Regions from separate parts of the Triticum aestivum genome. Here region 1 is linked to region 2. A link is a contact called in public Hi-C data. All regions are on one chromosome and are shown on one strand. Each heading gives the region's core, a stretch centred on a gene start, on an enhancer-like site or on the middle of the called end of the contact. The rest is flanking DNA. Distances are from core to core; before and after follow the strand shown.

Region 1 (6,522 bases), core at 1,966-4,465, 160 kb before region 2:
TACCATGGGAACACGACTGGCGAACCTGGTCAGTCGCGCGGGCGCACGGCTCCAAGTCGTTGAATCATACGTAAAACCAAACGATTCCAACCGTGCGTTTTCGTGTCCGATGATGAGATTTTTTGACGCTAGACACTGACCCGCTCCCTGCCGCTGCTGCGCCGATTCATTCACCAACCCGTTGTGTGTGGGAGGGGAGAACCGGGAAAGTAAAGAGCAGTCAGAGATGGTGGAAAACCAAGCAAGCAATGCTACCGTAGCATGTCCCGAGGGAGGGGAGGGGAGGGGAGGGGAGGGGAGGGGATGGGTGGGGGACAAGACAAGTCCTCGTCGTCGCTCACCTGAACAAAATCCACACACCTCGCTTTCTTTACCTGCGGGGGATGGGCCGATCCGCATAGATTTTTTTCCCATTAACGCCTTGGTCGCTCTCGTGGTCACATCACTTAATGCCAGGTCACGCCCCTAACAGCAACACGAACCCCGCCCCTCCGTCCTCGGAAAATCAATGCCGCAGCGGCTCCCCCAATCCATCCACATATCTTTCTTCGGACTCGTCAACGCCAATACAGATCAGATCAGATCAGATACACTCCTGCCTGCGCTACATACTCCTAGATGGCTACGGGGAATGTGGTTGAGCAAATCACATGACATCGTAGTACTCTCTGATCGTCACTGGCAAGTCAGCGAGTGTTTGAGAATTCAGATCCATGTTACCACACGAGCTCTAACCTGCCCTGATAAATTACCACTGCCAAGTTGCTCAGATGATCAGGTGTACACTGCCAGCTTAGGAATTCATGATCTACGCCTGGTGGTGAACAGTGTGACGCCTTCATGCATTGGGAGATGAGGCCATGTCGCAGGACAGGAAAATACTGTACCAGTAGTACTATTGATTTGAACATACTCCCAATTAAGCATCACTGTCCTCGCACAATTCAACAAGGTTTTCAGTTTTAATTTATTTTGTTATTATTGGCGCTACAAGAAACAAGAAGCTTTTAGAAGGGAAAAGAGAAAATTTACAAATGATTACTACACTACTACCATAAGAAACTCCAATTTGAGTTGCTCTGATCATGATCCTAGAAGCAGCAGAATGTAAGAGCAACTAGTGCAACCTTCCTTTGCTACACATGTTCATCCTCTGATGCCCAAAGGACGAGGAGCTATATTGTCATCATGCCGGTACAAACAAACTTAATTCTCAAACTTATTCACCTCCAACCTCAGGGTGGGTGGGTCCTTGATATTATTCAATCCTGCCTATATCATCTCTACTCAACTCACCTATGCAATCTGCAATGGTAGATGATTGCATCACTTGTTTGGAGGGATCACAGCTCACATGCAGATGGTTGCATCACTCAAGGACCAAGTGTCAGTCGCCGAGATGAGCAGAGCAGACTGGCCCCTGGATCCTCCGCGCAATTCGCAAGGATTGAATTTTACTCAGAGAACCAACGGCATGAATGAAAGTACTAGCAGGCAGCAAATTTTCACAACTTTTTTACCGTCTAAAATAATTGTCTCTAGGGCTAAGCTTTATGTCATCAACAGCAAAGAACAAGGAGAGAACGGGACAGCAATGACAAATATCCGCAACACAAGAACAGAACAGAAGCACTGGCGAAGAGAGAGATAGATAGAAAATATGGATGGATTGGATGGGTGGCGGAGCGCTAATTCCCAAGAATTCTTGGCCTCTATGATATGACGATGTGGTGAATCTTGCTGGGATTCTATGCCGATCTGTGGGAAGTAGCGGCGGCGGCAGAGGGGAAAACGAATTTTATATACCCGAGGAGGACGGACGGACGGACGGATGCCCCTCCGCCATTCGATGCCGGTCACCGTCGATGTCGACACTCAGTGCTCGCCGGAAGTCGGGAACAGCGTCAGCTCCCGGCGCCCGCCGCCGCCGCCGCCGCCGCGGGACCCGAGCTCCAGCTCCTCGGCGAAAGACGACGGCGCCATCATCCCCATCGCGGCCCCGCCGCCGACCATGCGGTGGTGCATCCCGGGCGGGCCGACTGGCGCGCCGCTGGCCACGGCGCGGCTCAGGAACCCGTGGTCGAAGCCGCCGCCTGGCCCGGCGCCGTAGTGGCCGAGCGGGCGCGCGGCGGGGTGGTGGAAGTGGGCGATCTGCTGCGGGTGGTGGTGATGGTGGTGCGCGGCGGGGTGGGCGGGCATGGCGGCGTATGGAGTGTAAGGGTCGGCGACGGCCGGGCCGCGGCCGGGCGGGAGGAACGGGGAGGGCCCGGTGGCGAAGAGGTGCTCGGTGGCCGCGTCGGTCCCGGAGCCGGAGGAGTGGCTGCCTCCCCCGCCGCCGCCGCCGTTGCCGAGCCCCTGCATGCGCTTGAGGTAGAGGCGGTACTTCTGGAGGTGGGACGCGACGTTCTCGCGCGTGAGGCCGTCCACGCTCATCAGCTGCATTATGGTCTTGGGCACGGCGTTCTTGATGCCGAGGTGCGCCACGGCGTCGACGAACCGCTTGTGCAGCTGCGGCGTCCACACGAGGCGCGGCCGCTTGAGGGTCCTGGCCGGCTCCTCCCCGTTGCCGCCGCCGTTTCCGCCGCTGGAGCCGGCGGCCGACGACGCGCCGCCGTTCATCTCCTGGCCGCCCGCGCCGTCAGCGCCGCCGCTGAGCGGGCCGCCCCCGCCGTGCGTGGGGATGTCGAAGGCGGCGGCGAGATCGCGGGTGATGAGCGACTGCGAGAGCGGCATGAGCTCGTCCGGCGCCGGCAGGTCCTCGTCGAAGCGCGCGAACCAGCTTGGCTCCTCCTCCTCCCTCATCCTCCCAAGCCCGGAGCAGAGCAATTCGCCGGCTTGGCCGCAGTCCTCCGCTGGCAGCAGCAAGCGAGAGAGCACGGGAGGAGGGCGTGGGGAGGAAGGAGAGGATGGGGAGGAGGGAGGGGGTTACTTCGAGGTGGATCTCTCTTCTTCTAAGCTTTCGTCTCTCTCTCTCCTCTCTCACTCGTTTGGGTCTTTCTTTCTGCCCGCTGCTGCGGCTGCTGCTGTGATATCCCCCTCTTTTCTCTCTCCCCCCCTATCTATCAACAATCTGCTCACACCTTTTCCGCCCCTTCCCCCTCTCTCTCTCTCTAGGATGGACGCTAGGCCGATGATGAGTGAGGAGGAGAGTATCTCACGAGTTCGGGAGTGGTGCGGTGTAGTTCAACTAGTGGGCTGCCCCGCCCTGCCCTGCCCTGCCTCTGTCTGGCTTTAAAGCTATTTTTGTGTTATCCCTGGTTGCTTTGTTTGTTTGCTCGCTTGTTGGTCCTGCCTTCACACTCAATTATGTGTGATTCTCCTCCCCCTTTCCCATCTCCTCCTACATATCCTAGATAAATACGAGTAATAAAGAGAAAATGAAAAAGATAAGTCGGGAGATTTCGTTTTCCCGGGATTTCCGGGGCACGTATCTACACATGCATCACACACAGGATGACAAAACAAAAACATTGGACTGGAAAAGGACGAGACGGGACGAGACGACGGGGAGATATCTTCTTAGCTGGAGTTTGGTTTGTCCTCATGTGGACATGTCGCTCGCCTCGTCTCGCCGGATCACACCCAACCGAACGGAACCAGGGAGCGGGAGTGGTGGGGAGGGGGAATCTCGTGTGGCTCGTGTGCCCTCGGGGTCGATCGAGGTGGATATCTCTCGCGTCCCGCGTTGCCTGGATGGATGGACGGACGGACGGAGGACGGATCGATCGTGTGGACCGACTGGATCTATCTACGCAAGGGGTGGGGGTGGGGGGGGGGGGGGGGGGGGGGCTGGATCTCGTACGTGCTCCCACCTAGCTGCTGCTGCTGCTACTGCCGCAGGTACAGCCGTTCAGCATCTAGGAATGTAGCAGTAGTAGGATTTGGTTGAGTGAATCTCATGTTGCTGTTCCGGTTAAAAGTTACTCCCTCCGTAAATTAATATAAAAATGTTTAGATCACTATGATATTATATTAGTTTATAGAGGAAGTACTTAGAGGGTGTTTGTTTCCAGGGACTTATTGGCTTTAGGGACTTAAAAAAGTCCCTATAAGTCCCATTTAAACCAAACAGGAGGGATTTATAGGGACTTATAGTGGGCATTTGGGACTTATGAAATAAGACTCTCAAGGAGGGACTTATAGTTGTAATATGGTCTTATAGGGACTTATAAGTCCCAGGAATCAAACAGGTAGGGACTTTTTAGGGACTTGAGATTTATAAGTTGGGACTAAAAAAGTCTTAGGACTTATGAACCAAACAGGGCTTAAAAAATCGTATTCACTCGATTTGATTGTGATTGGACCGGTCAAAGGCTCCTTGCATTCTCACCGTTTGTTTCTATGGGTACTATAAAATCCACCAATCTCGCTTTCAATCAAGAAACGGCTGTCCCCGGCTATTGGGTCATGGGACTACTTTTAGTCATGGGTGATCCAAACATGGCCTATTGGGTCTACTCTCGCAGCTTCTTTTTTCTTTCTGCACAGAAAAGGGAAGTGGTAATAGTACTAATAATTGAGAAAAGGCAGGATTCAATTTGGATTTGTTCTCGACCGTGGCAATTAAGCCGGGGACAGCCGTTTTACTGCAATTGATTGGTGCTGTTATCCAAGTCTTACGACTAATAATGGTTCAGAATATTTAGTACTTACCTCCGTCCAAAAATATTTAGAGGGTGCTTGGATACGTTTTAGTCCCATGACTAAAAGTAGTGGGACTAAAACTTGCTAGCCTCACCCATGCTTGGATCCAAATACTAAAGAAACTAAAATCAAGTTATTGAGCATTTATTATCCTACAAACCCTCCAATCCAGAACTCGCATATGTTAAAGGAGAGGAATTAAATGAGGAGAGAGAGGGCTAATACATATTTTAGTAGGTTTCCTATGAGTACAATTTTTTAGCCTCAAGACTAGTTCTAGCCTCTCTTTAGTCAGGGGTGCTTGGAACTTTAGCCTCTAAAAGAGACTATTTTTACTCAGACTAAAAATAGTCCCTTGGATCCAAACACCCTCTTAACGGAGAAATAGAGGTATCTAGACGTATTTAAGTTATCGATACATTTATTTTTATATATTTCTGCAGCAAGTAATTTCGGAAGGAGCCTTTACTACTCTTCTACGGTGCATTACTCTTATCCACTGATGACAAAAATTAGATCTATACCTAAAACAAAACATAACGTGTATCTTACAGGGAGGTGTGGCATTAATTTATACAGTACCATATTTGAGTTCGGTTACACAATACAATTCCTAACAAAATTACCACTGCAGGCTAATTTTGTTTGTAGGATCTAAAAAATCATGATAATAAAAGATAGAATTTTGATTTTAAAGAAATGGGTTGCAAGACATAAAGAATGCTCTACCCACCCCGATTTGCGTGGAATCTTCTGCATTTTTTATCAAGCAAAAGAAGTGCCTAGTCCAATTTATTCAGGACAAGAGGGTTTTTTTTTGCGAGGGAAGAGGTTTTGTTGTTGTTAATACTAAGAAAATCCACCTCGATACAATAGCTCGAATTAGGACAAAATTATTTTCGTGCGGCCCCTTGTACTACTTATTTCTACTCTCTAGATTAATTGTCATCATGCAGTTGGATTTTTCTATTTTTATTTTTTGCAACGGCCACTCAGACTCCTTATCCTCTAGTGCCATCATAGCTTTGTCCTTTACCATAACAGCTTACGCGATCCTCATTATCCATGGAGTAGTTTTATTACCGTTTTATGGTCTGATATGGTTGTAGTAGAACAAAGCAAACATTCATTACTACGCGAATGTAGATCACTAGATTTCTACACGGATGTAGTTTCTAAATATATATTTTTTATCACATATAATACATATTTAGATAGTTACTAGTAAAAGGGCCCGTGCGTTGCAACGTGAGAAAGAAATACCACACGCTCTTAATTTACAAAAAATGGTCTATAATCTGAGTATTTGTAGCTACGGCCTAAACAAAAATGGTATTTGCCAACAAAAGCGCAATTTCAAGATTCCACATGTCTTCTATTTAAACATGGCTTGCATCTAGATTTAATACGTACGAAGAAACGGGCAAGGTGATGTTCAATTTCGTCTCTAATCCTGATTTTGCCGGGAACAGTACCAATATGAAAGAAAGACGGATAATGCACTGTTGATTAAGGTTGCATCCTAGATAGTGTTTTTTTTAAATGTTTAACAGGTAAAATAACATCATATTTAGATTCTATATATTTTTCTAATCAAATTCCATATATAACATGTTAAATTTGGAGTTATGGTTTAGAAGATATGAGTATTTAAAAAAAACATTTGATATGTATAGCGGGTTTAATATTAGAAACATGACGGAGTTTTCTATAAAATAGTATGACGGACTAAGAATATCTATTTCTTTTATTAGTAGGTACAGAAATCGTCGACCTAGAACTACGTGAATGACTTATTCACCAAAACGGAGGTAGTACATTGCATGCAAAATACTATTCTAAACGCTTTTATATTAGTTTACGGAGGGAGTAGTTCGT
Region 2 (6,892 bases), core at 1,684-4,183:
TTTGATGAATTCCATCGTGTTTCAGGAAAATCTTTCGGTGTTGAAACCGTTTTGAAATGTATGCGACCACGTTTGGATGGTTTGTTCCCGCAGCAGTGTCCATGAACTGGTCCCCACTGGTCCGCGGACGGATGTGGTGTCTGGTACGGGGTCAACCTTGGAGATGCCCTAACGTCTTGGTTTGGGTTGTGTGGGCGGCGTTGCCACTCATTAGAAGTAATCTCTCCCACATTCGATCCCCGTCCCTATGGTGGGTCATGCGACGTCACATGGGCATGTGGAGGTGTGTTTCCGTCAAATCATGCGAGATTCGGCCGGTGCTGGTTTTTGGTGGATTTGTTTGCATCTGATCTTCGCTTGCCTTCGTTTGGCTGCTTACAAGTTTGATTCTTCCGATTTACAACTATCTTCATTGTTGATGGTTGTTGTTCTGTTGTCCTGGTCTTGTGGGCATGACGACTTCCTTATTGCTTATTGCAACAAGATTTACCACACTCCAATGAGGGATGGGCGATGACGTTGACATGCTTTCGGCTCGATCGTGTGATTGTAGTTGTCGCTAGATAGTCCATGGCCCTGGTTGTAATTTCTATGATCTTCTTTGTACCATCATGATTGATTATAAATAGATCGGAAGTTTCTTCGAGAAAAAAGCCTAAAGTATGCACAACTTGAATTGATGGTACACATAGCATAATGATCGCTGGCAGCACATTAATTGGGGATAACATTGGCACCAATAATAGGTTTCAAAACTGTACCATCGTTTATCCCAACATCTACACGGTCTACCTTAGAAAAAACGTGATGTTTTTCCATAGGCTTTTCCCCAACGTGACTGGCCTCCAATACATCGAATAAGTGTGAGTGGACAGACGGGCGTGACCGCCATTGGAATGTTCTCGCTTCCGTAAGTGGTATAGTACCTGAGCGCTCTAGAACCACACGACCCCTTGATGCCTCAAGAGCGAGAGACACATGTCTGGGCACACAAAGATAAGAAGAGAGGGAGGATGAAGATCATTACTGGCTAGTCATGTCCACCAGCTACAAGAAAACTGGCATCTGCCCAAGAAAAAGTAACCGAATGATAAGTTCAATCAGAGTCATTTGAGGTCATGGCTCTTGTTCTTTTTTTCTGAGCAGCAAGAGCTCATTTTCATATACAAGAAGATAATCAACTACATAGTTAAGGATTCCCTAAAAAAAACTAGATAGCTAAGGAAAAATCGCCAGTAACCGACTAGTATGACTTTTATTTTCCAGCTAATATAACATCGACCTTAGTTAAGTGCATTGAAGTATTGTTATTTTGGCAAATAAAAGTAAATGATAGTATAAAGTTACGGTCAACGTTTGCAAAACAGGGCCAAAGGCAACGGATCGAATAGCTTCCGGTCACAAGAGAGTATACTATTGGCCCAGAGAAGAATCTAGCCATAAGTTTTCATGTGACCACTTTTCCTCCAAAATATATATAGCATATCATTGTCATAAAACAATTTCCGGTCGACGGCGAATCTTCACCTCCCCGATTAAACAAGGCCAAATCGGCACTGTATTTATCTTGACAAGTCATGCGTTGATCCTTTTGTTTGTTCCGCCTTATCATCATGACCATAATTGATTATACAACTCAGGGGAGATCGGGCGTGGCCGTTATTTTAAGAGCTGCTACATGTAGGTACGGCGGTGTTCGTGTTGGGAAAAGCCAGCCATAGATAGATTGATTAACAATCATGCCAACGATTGCTTTGGCAGTGATAAACAAAGCGGAAGCCGGAGATTTCCGGGCTATCAGCTAGCATGAAGATTGCATAATGACAGCGATTCTGTCCGGCGATGGCGACCCTCAGATTCTTTCCATTATATTTCGGTGAGAGGGACATGGTGGCTTTGACGCCGCAGAGCTGTTGGTTTAGCTGCCTGTACAAGGTATTGATGTGGCAGATCTGAACCCTCTCCCCCACCAAACCATCATTTCTTCTATTATCACCTTCACATGTTTTCACTAACAGCAGCAGAATTTTCAGATAGGACAAAACAGGCCTGTCCTGCTTACTATTTCCTCTGTTCACTAAAGTAGTGATCTATACGCTCTTGTATTTCCTTACGGAGGGAGTACTATCTTTATTAAATCATCAAAAATAGAAGCAAAGGATACTAATTTTGTCTTGTGACCAAGCATTTTGTTTTGGTTTGATGCTGTTTAGTATTCCCTAGTTCTCATCTTGTACTAATTGCTAATAATAACTTTGGATTCTTGGCTTTTTGAAGGAGGGCCTAGATCACCGAGATAGAAGTAGCTTTCTGAATTTATATTCTGTCTGCTCTAGGATAGTAGTTATTGGTGGGCACAGCATCTGCAGATTCGTCTAGAAAATCTAACTCGTGAAAAGCAGCTCGCAAATTCCCTGGAGTTAGGCAGGCCCAAAGTAACACGCACAAGTGATCTATCAGTAGTAGCAGCTAAGCTAGGTCCGGTCAAACTGCGGCCACCACTATCTTTCTTTCACCACTGCTGCTTAGGTTCTGCTGATGGAATCATCAATAATAAACTAGAGCAGACATGCTTGCTTTGTGATGCCAAGAAAGTAACATTCCCTTGCTAATCCCGTCTAGTTTAATCCAAAGGCTGGCGCCCCTCTAGAGGAGAGGATAAAAAGTTGACTGGGAGCTAAGCATTGCCTAGCACTCAAGCCACTCTTATTACTAGTGTAGTTGGCAATTGTTAATTACTAGTCACCATCATGGCAAGCAGCTGAAAGCTCTTTCATGGACTGCCCAGGCTTTGCTGCTACCTGCTGCTTGCTTGTTTGTTTGTTCTTCTCAGACTTCCAAGTGGTCCAGATGTGGGTGGTGATGTACTGATGTGAACAGTGACAGCACTTGGTGGTGGGATTTGAATTAGCTCTCACTTACTTGTGCACATCTGCACTTGCTGAGTTTAACTAAAGCAGTGACAGAGATGGCTATAAATCAATCTGGGATGTGGTACACTACAGAGATGGTGAATTCTGGGCTCCAGACGTTGATTAGTCGACTGACCAATGGACATGACTGGAGTGGGTTTTGCTCAACTGTCTTGTTGTGGCCAGTCTTCTGGCATGACAGCATCACCTTTGGATGTTTGTTGCTGACTCAAGTTCCCAACCACAATCAGAACCAGATAGATAACAACTCCATTTCCCAGACAGTGAACCGCTTTTATTCCCTCATGGAACCAGGGGGTAACAGTGGCGCCAAGATCAATCCCAACCCACTCACAAAAGGCCCCAAGGATGTATCCAAGCTGCAAATCCTTGTGCCGCTGTTTCAACAGGAGATGAACTCAGCTCAGCTGGGAAAGGGGAAATAGATAGCTTCCAAGACCAAGAGTCCAAGAGAGAGAACAGCTATTATAGACAGTAAGATATGGTTGCATCACATCAAGGCACATGCTTAGATGTCAACTGGATTTTAGTAAGTACTAGTCCAGCCTGGGCGTTTTTGTGCATCAGAAACCAGAAGATCATATGTTTATTATCACTAACGCCCATTTGATTTCGGCCTATATTAGTACTAGTACAGTTGGTGTCAGGGAAACTTTCTAATGCTGCGTGTCAGCATGTGTGGCGTCAGAGAGCGCACATCCTGATCCAGCTGCTTAGTGGTGTACTGCTGTACTGTTTGTTGTAAGGTCATGCTCCTATTGTCGGTCCAGGATATATATATTCTCCTGGACGGACGCTAATCAACTACTAGTAGCGTTAGAAGAAGAATACTCTAATCACCGTGCCATGCCTCCTCCGTTGGCAGGTTAGCGACCTACCTGCAGCCTGCAGGTTGAAGGAATGGAGAGATAGGGTCGTCACTTGGGCAGGCAGTCCGAAGGAAAAATGATTTCAGAGTGGAAATTCAGTTACTTCTAGGTTCTAGCTCAGTGTGGTTAGCTACATCGGAACAACTCTGCTTGACTAATTCTGTATAATATACTACTATGTGGAGTTCACTTCCATACGGAGGGAGTACATATGTAGCAGGACAGAAGGAAGGTTCAGAGGATCTGGAGGGCGGAGCGCATGCATCCATCATCGTCGCACCCACCCACGCACCAAGATCTTGGAGTAGATCAGGACGTATGCAAACACAGACAAGAGATGCTTCTTGCTGGGGATACATGAACCGGGAGATGCTGCCATTGCATATCTTATTTGGCCCCAGCTCCTCAATCAACACCTATTTTATTGTTCAAGGATCAAGATCTCTCTCACACACACACAAACACACTGTATGATTAGTTAGTGGCTAATTTAATTTGTTTACAACGAACGAATATGTACACACACACTGATACACCTATCCACGAGGCGGGGAGATAAGTTATACTAGTACGGGGCCCCAATCATGGCTGCCATTCCATTGGTGCAGCCGAGAGAATCTGATTGCGTTTTAAAATGCGCGCCACTTGGTGGCAGTGAGCTCATGCCCTAATGCGATCACGGGGGGAGGTGACTAATCTAATCCTGTAGATATGGGCTCAAACTGTTTTTATATGCGTGGGATGTAGAGAATGTGGTGGGGCTGGTTGAGGTTGAGCTTGAGGTCCGCCCCGAATGTGCTGTATCGTAGGTACACTGGATTCTGGTCTGGGGGGCAGAGCTCGGTTGCAGTTTACTATGTGAGCTTTTTTCTTTCTCTTTTTTGAGACAAGAGACATGAGATTTTCTTAGGGAATGGTGCGAGTGGTTTAGAAAAATACTGCCCGAGTTCAAATATGGCTGGGCTGCGAGAGAGTACTAGACGCACAGGGCAGCGTCTGAATGGGCCTGGCATATTTCCTGGCCCCCCTGGTTTACCAGTTTTCATTGGTTTCTCCATGGTTTTCCTCTGCTATGTTTGTTATTTGTTTTTTAGGTGTGTTTTTGGTTTCTGCCGGTTTTTGATTTTTTGTGTGTTTATTAGACATTTTGTTTTTAGGCTTGAATATTTTTCTGGTAGTATAATGAAATGTATATTTATACATGTATTGTTTCAGAAATGATTGGTAATATTTGATGGTCACACTTAATTCTACTCCCTCCGTCCAAAATACTCGTTGCCATTTTAGTTCATATTTGAACTAAAACCACGACAAGTATTTTGGAACGGAGGGACTGCGGAATAAGTCCAAGCAAATTGTTATGATCAACAAGTCAAAATAGCAAATGAAAATATAAACAAAAAGTCAACAAGAGGACAAGAAGCAAAGGGACCCAAGCCATAAGGAGCCAATACCCACTTCAATGACACTTGTAATAAAGACACCGTTAACAACGATGACATAGAGCTCAACACCATCGAGTCAGGCCCAGAAAATGGTCCCTCAAATCACAAGGGGTTGAAAAACACGAGCCAAATGCAAAGTGTATCAACCCCGGTTCGGTCTAGGGGGAGCACCTATTCCCCGACCCATGCGGGGGACAGGGTGCAAACGCGTTCACAATGGCGAGCCAAGGGGGGGCAAGCCGGGGCCAGCCCCCCTCCCCCCAAGGATCGAGCTATATACTTGGAGACGTACATGCAACGAGCCCATAATCGCACGTACAACGTAGTTGCCCCCCCCCCCTAATCTCAAGCTATTAATGTGCACTTTACAAAAAGAAGAGAAAAAAGCCCATAGTAAAAGTCCATTAGCGGCCAGTTGACAATGTAACCTCCGATCTAGTCTCCTGGACTCCGTTCTTTCGTCCGTAATTAGCTTGTACGAGGGTAGAGATTAGGCGCTGCTGCCGCTGCTGCCGTGTGCCCTTGCCGCCGGTCTAACTCTGATCCCCTACTGCCTACTCTGCTTCTCACAATCTGATTCATACGGCGAGTTGGAGACGCAACATACTTCACTAGTTCAGCCAACAAACTAGCAGGTTAGCACATCACAGTATACTAATTTCTCTTGATTTTCATCTCATATCAGTTTTGAAATTATACATTAGATCTAGTTGTTTTATTTCGGGATTTGAGATGCTATCAAGAATTCATATCTTGTACGCATCCTAGAAATTTTCGGGATGCAGATGATCTTGTATGAGTTCCTTTTTGTGGTGTAAAAACTTCTTATGTCAACTATATGAGTATAGAATTAAGAAATTAAAATTCCTCAACTATGAAGAGAAAAGACGCTGACAAACATCATTAAGATTAATTCGTTCTCTAAGCTGGTTGCTTCTGAAACTGAGATTCCTGTCTTATGAGGAGTAAAAACGTACCAAACGTTGCGGAAAAAAAAGCTGCCAAACACCATTAAGATTAATTTGTTTTCTAAGCCGGTTGCTTCGAATTGTCAAATTGTTAATGAAACTGATGTGCAAGTGCTCAACCTTGTTCTCGATAATCATCTTTTGTACTGGATTTTTTTATCCATACTTGGTTTGGCCCCCCCTATACCCAAATCCTGGCTCCGCCCCCGCGCGTTCACACGCTCCCCTCCCCCCTCCTAAACACCATGCGCGGTTTTGGGCCGACTAATATGCGGGGCGGGTGCCCCGTTATTTCTTCATTTTTATTTTTATTTTTGTTTTGGTTTTAGTTTTTTTTCTTTAAAAATGTTCTGTATTTCAAAAAATCATTTGAATTTTGAAAAAAAGGTTAAAGATTGAAAGATGTTTATGAATTTCAAAAAGAATTTGTGAAATTGTAAAACAGCTCTTAATTTTTAAAAATGTTGAGAAATTTTAGAAATATTCCCAGATTACAAAAAATGTTTTTGAATTTAATTTTTAACATATTTCAAAAAAACTTCATGACTAAGAAAATTATTAGTGTAGTTAAATAAATAAATAAATTATTCCCATGATTTAAAAAAGAGTTCATGAATTTGAAAAATGTCCCTTGATTCAAAAAATGGCCATGATTTTGTTTTCCCCCATATTTGAAA

The links. A called contact is a pair of places that touch in the nucleus more often than the background predicts.
Region 1: a contact with region 2 is called in a Hi-C map of leaf, with 5 times the contacts expected there. The contact joins the promoter of LOC123132713 here to the enhancer-like site in region 2. A contact is called at or near these places in 2 of 5 Hi-C or Micro-C datasets (both in leaf) and 1 of 1 datasets of contacts at active chromatin or transcription factors (leaf).

Annotation. Positions count from the first base shown.
Region 1 is chr1B:478,840,351-478,846,872 of IWGSC CS RefSeq v2.1, reverse strand. LOC123132713 (transcription factor MYBC1) reads right to left here and starts at 3,215. Exons shown (of 1, transcript XM_044552535.1): 1 at 939-3,215. The coding sequence starts at 2,802. The coding sequence ends at 1,876.
Region 2 is chr1B:478,681,307-478,688,198 of IWGSC CS RefSeq v2.1, reverse strand. No RefSeq gene overlaps it. Among protein-coding and RNA genes, the nearest start is that of LOC123132713, 160 kb to the left of the region's middle. Within about 2 kb of position 2,933, at least 1 of the 8 cell types and tissues checked has an H3K27ac peak or open chromatin away from gene starts, as enhancers often do. A contact at or near this core is called in leaf, where this site is marked.